Linked DNA regions of Mus musculus: region 1 is linked to region 2. A link is a contact called in public Hi-C data. All regions are on one chromosome and are shown on one strand. Each heading gives the region's core, a stretch centred on a gene start, on an enhancer-like site or on the middle of the called end of the contact. The rest is flanking DNA. Distances are from core to core; before and after follow the strand shown.

Region 1 (3,917 bases), core at 597-3,096, 240 kb before region 2:
CACTGGGCTTTCTGGGAGCCCACACGCACACGCACACACAAACACCAGCTCCTGCTGCTACAGTTACAGGCAGTGTGGTGGACTTTAGTCAGGGTTTCACTCTGACCTTCACCAGGCTGCATGCATGGTTGAATTGGAAAGGGACTGATAGAGATTTCTAAGAAAACCAAAGAGCCACTCACGCCGTTCTGTGAGTTCATAATTCTCAAGGACGGCTCCAGTGAAGCCTTCCTCTCGGTGACTTAGGAAAAGCTTATCAAATGCCACTCCCTGGAAGCACTCTTAAAATGCACAGGTTGTTCTTGGAGAGTAGTAGGCCAGAGCTGACCTTCAGTTAGCCAAGGGCATGAAGGGAAGGACCAGCTGGACTATGATATCATATTAACCCTCTTTGTGTTCAGTAACCTCGTCAGATACAAACCTGCCTCTGCACACTGTAAAATCTCTAGCATTGAGTAGTTACTAACTGCCTGGCTCATTTCAACCTGCCGCTTGATGGCTCAGTTAAAACCATCACAGATGCATATGTGCGCAGGGGAGATCAAGGAGTAGTTTGAGACAGGACCGGATGCATCCCAGGCTAGTCCTGATCTCAAGATGTTGACGATAACCTTGAACTCCTGATCCTACCGCGCCCCCCCCCCCACTTCCTGAGTGCCGGGATGGGCAGTCACCCCCTTTGCCCAGTTTTCTATTGTTTATTTTAAAGGGATTTCAAAAGGTTTGGGGGTTTAGAGTCTAAGGGGAATACTGAAGTAGATTGCTATTTGAATAAGAGATGTATTAAAAGATTATTAATGCCATGGATGGTCAGACAGACAGCATCCTGGGCAGGGACTCAGAGGACAAAGCAAGTCTAAGTGGTGGGGAGAGAGTAACTTCTTATACCTTTTAAAGTCAGGGAAGGTTCTGTGCCACATGATTAATGGACAGTCCATAGTACTCTCTTACAGTCTGGCTGTCTCTACTTCCTGTGAGCCCGGAGCCTTCGTGCAGAATCAGCAGCTACAAGGGCGTGGAGAACAATAATCTAGAAAAACGAGTTAATGGAGGTACTTCACGTGTCGTGTGGCCCTGGCTGACATCTAAGACACAATGGAGTGAGTGGAGAGTCAGGTCTAAAACGTCTGACTCATGAGCCTCTAGGCTGTGTGACCTTGGCCAAGTCACTTTCCTTCTCAGAGGAGGGTCACCAGCAAGTAAGCACACAGCTCCCGTGCCAGGCTGACCCGGTGGAACAGGGAAGGAGGACATGTTTTGCTATCAGTCCTGGTTATAATGCTGTCTGACAGGATGAATTAACAATAGTGTTTTAAACAGACTACACCTAACTCCAACCCTCAACTGCTGACCTCGGAGACCAAGACAGATGAGTGACAGTATCTGTCCTGTTATGGATCAATAAAACCAAAACCAAATCTATGCAGGGCCAAGAGCTAGGCACCCTCCTCTCAGAGCATCTGACCTGGCGACATCAGCCAATCCCTTCCTTTTACAAGGGCAAGACCTTCAGGGGTCACACTTGACATTCCAAAGTGGAATAGCAGTCACTTATCTGTACCATGTCACTAGAGCTGTGTGGGTCAGAGCCTACACCCTGGCAGCTACAAGGCAGGCTCAACCACCCGACCTGTCGTACCAGTCAAAGAGAGTAGTAATAGTGAAAGGCAGAGAAGCGGGGCGGGGGGTTCATATGATCCTGTCAGGAAGAAGGAAGAAGTTACCCCCAGTCTATCGCCAGAGTCTCGACAGGAAGCTTAGGCTTAAATAGAATGCAAGAGGCATGCATAGCTAAGCAGTCAGGTCAGGGTGTGGTCCTGCCCAGGATCAGCCCATCCCTGACACAGCTCCAGTTAGTTCAGTCCTTCCTCAAAGTGTTCTGGCGAGAGATCAGAACTGTGGGACGTCTCTTCCTGGGAGGCAAGGCAAGTTCCTCCTCTAATCAACACCAAGCTTCAACCTTTTTTTTTTTTTTTTTTTTTTTTTTTTTTTTTTGCCTCAGCATGGGATTCCCAGGAAAAGTCCAGCGGTTGGAGCAAGCTTCAACCTGTTTCAATAGTCTGATAGTACAGGCATTTCTTCCTAGAGTACCCCCTGCCTGATGGAACAGTTACAATTGTGCACTGTTCAGACTGCGTGCGTGCATCCCTGAGGTCACCGAGACTGGAGCCTGAACAGCACCATCCCATTTAAAAATGCATTTTCCAAGCGAATCACCTTTCAAATGACTTGCTTTACAAACCTTGACTATGCCATTTCGGGAAGATCCAGGCCCAGGGTCTGGATGAGTAGCTGCTGAATAAGTTTCTTTGCAAATGCCTGTTTGCACGTGCACGGTGGACAGATGTTATCAATGGCTGATCTGGGTCAGTGGTGTCTTTTGTTCCTGGGATTTGGAGGCTTCTGGGAGGCTAGAACTCAGAACACGTAGGGCTGGAGGGCTCATGTTATAAATGATTCAGCTGAAAATAGATTAGTCTGTTTCTCGTTGCTATACCAAAAATTTGAGGCTTGCAACTATATAAGGAAAAAAAGGGCACTTACTTGGCTTTTGGTTCTGGTGCTCAAGTATGTGGCCCTGGTGTCTGCTTGGCTCTGGTGAGAGATTTCTGGCTCCACCTCAACATGATAAGGAAGATGGGACAAGAGGGAATGATCACATGACCAGACAGAAAGCCAGAGGGATGCAAAAGTCAGCTTCCTCTTCACAGTAATTTGTCCCCATGACAACTAATGAGTCTTGAGGGACATACAATTCTTTCAGAGGGAAGAGCCATCATGAATGTTACTCAACAGGGTTAGTAGTTGTGACATCATTAGTCATGGCTGCCCCTCTTAAAGGTCCCACAGTCTCAATTCCACCGCACTTGGCACCAGGTTCCCACCACATGAATCTTGGTGTAATCATTCAAACCACATGAAAGCTATGGTAATCATGACTGAGCAACCCGGCAATCTGGAAGGATCCAGGTTCTGTTTGCTGGCCTTCCCTGAGGTCTATGGTCAGAGTAAAGCTGATATTTGAGTGCTTAAAAGAGAAACAGAGACAAGAAAAGTCTTGGAGGGCTGTGTCACCTCAACAGGACATGACAACTGTGACAGGCAGGAGCAGAGCTGGCAGGATTGTCCCCATTGTCCAGGCAGTGTACAGCTGGCCTTATGTCAATAGCTAAGCCTTCCTACACAGAACAGAGTCCAAGGGGTGCTGTCGTCATATGGACTTGGCTGCTGAAGCTGGTGGAGAGATTGGGGATTAGCTGCTGGGTAATCCAGGCTTCTCATTCCACCTACAGGGAGAAATGGACCCCTGCACTCACAGACATGTAGAACTGCTTGGAATATAGTTCCTCAGAACTGCGTTGAGGCCACCTCATCGGCGGCATAACGCTAAGGTCCCACGGGGAAAGTGACCTATAGACTGAAGCGTAGAGTCTGTGTCCAAGTGAGCAAAGACAGCCTCTGTGAGTGCTGGAAGACAGAGAGCTGGAATGTGGAACGGGGCAGGCCAGCTGGGGGCATGATGTGGCCAGTAAGCCAACCTCAGGGAGGGAAGCCAGATCCTGGCAAGGCAACAGGCCCAGCATGGTCTCAGTGCCCTCAGCTCAAGGCAAAAAAGTCCCAGAGGAGAACTAGGATGCCCAGCTTCAGATGGAGCCCCTGATGTCTTTGTTGGGGGTAAGTAGTGGGTAAGGATTCTTGATATAAATTATATTTTATTGGGAAATTTTTTTTCTTTGCTTTCCTGACAAAACACTCATCAACAATAATAACTAAACTCCATTGTCATCTTTTAGACGGGAGATTCCTTTAATGCTTCTATCAATTGAACTGCATCCCTGGCCTTTAAAGTGATGTTTATTTGTTATTATGTGTATGTCAGGGCATAATACATAATACATCTGTGCATGTCCCCTTGG
Region 2 (4,224 bases), core at 662-3,161:
CTCCATGTGACATTTGACAGTGACCCAGCCATAGCTGGGATCCCTGGGTTGCCACTCTCTTTGACTCCGTGTTCCTATTCCTATGACCTAGAATTAACCTGCTGTAAAGGGACAGGGAATCTTCAGGCTCGGGGTGGTGATAAGCCCCCACGGCATCTGACAGAGACCAAAGAGGCCCCAGAAAGGTGACCCTCCCTCCTCCCTGTCCACTCAGGCATGTCCTCAGAATCTGCTCTATGCCTGCCCTGTGCTAGTGCCAGTGAGGCAGGGTCCCAGAGGCAGAACTGAAGTGGACTCCAAAAGGGCAGCGTCCTGCTCCAAGGCAGCAAGCACTTTCAGGGAAGGGAGAAGGAGACACTGTCAGGACGAAAGTCTATTGCATTTGTGGTGCCCTGAGGTCCCTTGAAGAAGGCACAGCCCTCAGAGTGTATGTCCTGATCAGCTTATCCACATGCCCTGCTCTCAGAGACAGTCACAACAGCAGAAAATAAGCAGCTGTCAAGAAACCTTTTTCTCATGGTGTTTTTACCTGAAGCCTACTAAGAGGATCCCGTGTCCTCTACCACTGGCAAAGGCTAATGCGTGGAGGCTCCAAGTGGAGCTCCAAAGGGACCCAGTATGCTGTGTCCTGGGAGTCCTATCAGGGCACAGGGATGCTGCCTCCGGTTCAGGAGGACTTGTTTACAGGTGACAGGAGAAGGCTCAGCACATTGAGTTCCAGGGTGTGTCAGTGGGACAGAGAGCAGCTGATCTCCTCCTGCGGCAACTGTGGGACGGTTGGATGGACACCTTTGTTACTTCGCCCACACCTTGCCTCATCTGTGCAGGGAGTTAATTAGTCAGGCATGGGAGGTTTGTAAAGAAACAGACTAGAAAGACGACTGTCAAAATCTCCTCTCTATAAGACCAAACTGCTTCCCTACAAAAGAGTGCCGAACTCAGAACCTGTGGTTGGGACCTTCTTTAGAAGGAGGTTCTTTGCACATGGTTGGCTTAGAATAAGGACTTCAGAGAGAATGCTAACCCGATCTGACAACTATCCTTATTAAAAACAACTGGGCTAGAGAAATGGCTCAGACAGTAAGGTACTTGTCATGCAAGCCTAAGGACCTGAGTTCAAGGCCCCAAACCACATAAAATGCCAACTATAGCAGCAAGCACTAGTAAACCCACTACTGGGGCGGTGGAATCTCTGGCCCTTGATGGTCAGCCACTGCCTAGTTGCTAAGTCTCAGCCCAGAGAGAGACCCTGTCTCCAAGACAAGCACACTTAAGCTTGTTCTCTGAACTCTAAATGCACCTACACTTTCACACAATACCCGAACACACACCTGACCTGTTCTAACACCTCAGTACAGAGGGAAAGGACCACCAACCACCTCTCCCCGCCCCTCCCCCCAAGCCATCCCTGTTCTTACAGGCCCATTTCCCCAGAAAGGAGTGTGCTGAGACAGCTGCTCTCACATCCAGACATCCCACTGCCCAGAGCTTTCCATCCAACACTTCCAGTCTCCACTGCTCAGCCCGGAGCATGTTGTAGGAAGTACAGGCCACGTGCCATGCTGCCAAGTGGCTGGCCTGAGATCAGCAAGAAGCTCTTTTGTAAGACATGCTTTATGTCCACCAGGGAGGGGCCTCTATTCTTAGAAACAGGAAGTGATCACTGGCCAAGTGCAAATAAACTTGGCTCTGTCCATATTGGCTTTTCACACAAAGCTCCCATTAGCCTTTGCTGGCTTCTCAGTCATGGGCCAGAGTTTATTTTCACACTTTTCTCTTGACTGACTGACTGATTGACTGACTGACTGACTGACTGACTGACTGCTCATGGAACACCCACCTGCCCTCCCACAGACTAGCCAGCAGTCTAGACTCTGTGGCTTCACACCCTCCTTCCTCTCAGTCGTACCTGGTGTGACTCCATATCGGGAGCAGCAGTAGAGACCAAAGGCCCAGTGCCATTGACAGTCACCAGTCAAGGAGTTACTCTTACTTGGCGGCAGCATGGTAGGATGTGGAGAACGCGGGCTGCAGTGAAGCATGGGCCCTGCACTTAATCTGAACTGGGTTTTGTGGGGTTTGTTTGGTTGGTTTTTTGAGTGGGAATATTGACAGTCACTTAGGTAAAGTTGTCTACATTTAAGAAGCTGGGCTGGGAAGATACTCAGAAGAGTACTTGCCTTGAAAATCCGAAGACCTGAGTATAATCTCCACAGTCTATGTAAAGAAGAGCAGACTTGGAGGTGGGCAGATGGCTTGGCAGTTAGAGTATGCCCTGCTCCTGCAGAGAATCTGGGTTCGGTTCCTAGCATCCATATAACTCCAGCTCTAGAGAGCATGCACATATACACACTACAGAAGTGTCAAGTTAGATATGTCCACGCAGTGTGGCTGTTTGCTCTTGTAATCCCAACACTGGGAGGGCAGAGACCAAGGGCAGGATCCCTGGAGCTCAATGGGAAGGGATTCTAGTCTGCTTGGGGAATTCTAGGCCAGTAAGAGACTCTGTCTGGAAAAGATAAGGGTGGATGGAGTCTGAGAAACAACAGCCAAGATTGTCCCTGGGCTCCTGGTCATAAGCATACGTGTACACACATGCACACACACACATAAGCACCACACATGCATACACACACACACCACAAATACACACATATACAAACACCACATACACACACATACATACACACGTACATTCACATCCACTACACACATGCATTCACTATACACACACACATACACACATAAAACACACATGCATATCCATTACACACATATACTAGATATACACATCTACCACACATATCCACTACACAAACACATCTACCACACATATCCACCAAACACACACACATGCATACACATGCATCCCTCATACACATCCACTACTCACTCACACACACACAACACACACACATATACATGTGTGCACACGCACACAAAGGATTTAATGAGCCAAGGTCCATACACAGCCGGTATAACATGACATTGAGAGTATGTCCAATCGGGGGTAAATGTCAGTGCGTCCAAAGGCCGAGTGGAAATTCCCCAACAAAAGCAGCACAGTTTAGCACAGGGTTTTGTGAAATCCATGACTCTAGTGCTGTTTCCAGTGGGAGCCAGGAAAGTGACTTAATACTCATTAGGTAGAGAAAGTGAATGAGGGGCAGCCTGGCTCTGGGTAACTAACAGTCACCTTGGTTACTTGTTCTTCTCTCCGCTAAAATGTTACTGCTGGGGCTAGAGAGGTGGTTAAGAGCACTGGCTGCTCTTCCAGAGGACCTGGCTTCTATCCCCAGCATCCACATGGTGACTAACAACCATCTGTGAGTGACTGCAGTTCCAGAGACTCTGATACCTTCCTTCCTTCCATCCTCCAAAGGCACTAGGCACACACATGGTATACAGACAGACATGCAGCCAAAATGCCTATATAAGAAATCAAATGAGTTTAAAATTGTATTGCTTGGCTGTCAATCTAATAGAAATTTTTCTTGTGTCAAATGCATCGGAGATGGCTCATTTGCTTTTTTCACTTTAGTGTGGGGGTTCCAGGAACAGGGTTGTGAGTACCTATGTCAGATGAGGCCTCTGTTGGCTTGGCCTTGCTGCTACAGTGGGTACAGAGATGGAAACAATGTCACGGGGAAGCTGAAGTGGTTAGACACAGCCATACATCCTGCACCTCCTGAAACTGGGTTGGCCTAAGTGGTTTGCCTTAGAGATGGACGCCCTGGCTCTGCTGTAGCCAGGTTTATAAGAGGCTTCTCAACTCCCTGGGAGCTCTGGGGACTGGGCCCTCTCAGGACGAGCTGCAGAGCTATGAGATATTGAAGCAGTAGGCACAAGGCGTGTGAAGACCCTGTACACTCAGGCTGCTGAAAACAGAAAGGTAGCAGCCGTGGCTGGATGCATGCTGGATGCACTTTTTAAGCCTTCAGATGATTCCAGATCAAGGGGCATCACCGAAGAACCTCAAGTGTGGACCACCAGGCAGACCTCACGTGGGAGAGAACTAAGGATCATTGAGTTTTAAGTCTTGCTTGTCTTATTTTATGTAGAGTACTTTCATGCGTGGGTGCATTCATGTGTGAATGTGTGCCCACAAACATACATATGAAGGCCAGAGCAGGACATGGGGTATCTACCTCTGTTGCTCTCTACGGTAGTTTCCCTTGAGACCCATTTCCCCACAGAACTGGAAGCCTGCTGTTTAGCAGGACT

The links. A called contact is a pair of places that touch in the nucleus more often than the background predicts.
Region 1: a Hi-C map of bone marrow-derived macrophages shows a contact between it and region 2, with 37 read pairs. The contact joins two enhancer-like sites. A contact is called at or near these places in 4 of 484 Hi-C or Micro-C datasets (the N1E-115 cell line, bone marrow-derived macrophages and ganglionic eminence) and 4 of 115 datasets of contacts at active chromatin or transcription factors (acute myeloid leukemia and embryonic stem cells).

The regions. Positions count from the first base shown.
Region 1 is chr13:52,187,645-52,191,561 of GRCm38.p6, reverse strand. No RefSeq gene overlaps it. Among named protein-coding and RNA genes, the nearest start is that of Gm33041, 33 kb to the left of the region's middle. Within about 2 kb of position 1,846, at least 64 of the 459 cell types and tissues checked have an H3K27ac peak or open chromatin away from gene starts, as enhancers often do. A contact at or near this core is called in bone marrow-derived macrophages, where this site is marked.
Region 2 is chr13:51,943,733-51,947,956 of GRCm38.p6, reverse strand. No RefSeq gene overlaps it. Among named protein-coding and RNA genes, the nearest start is that of Gadd45g, 99 kb to the right of the region's middle. Within about 2 kb of position 1,911, at least 49 of the 459 cell types and tissues checked have an H3K27ac peak or open chromatin away from gene starts, as enhancers often do. A contact at or near this core is called in bone marrow-derived macrophages, where this site is marked.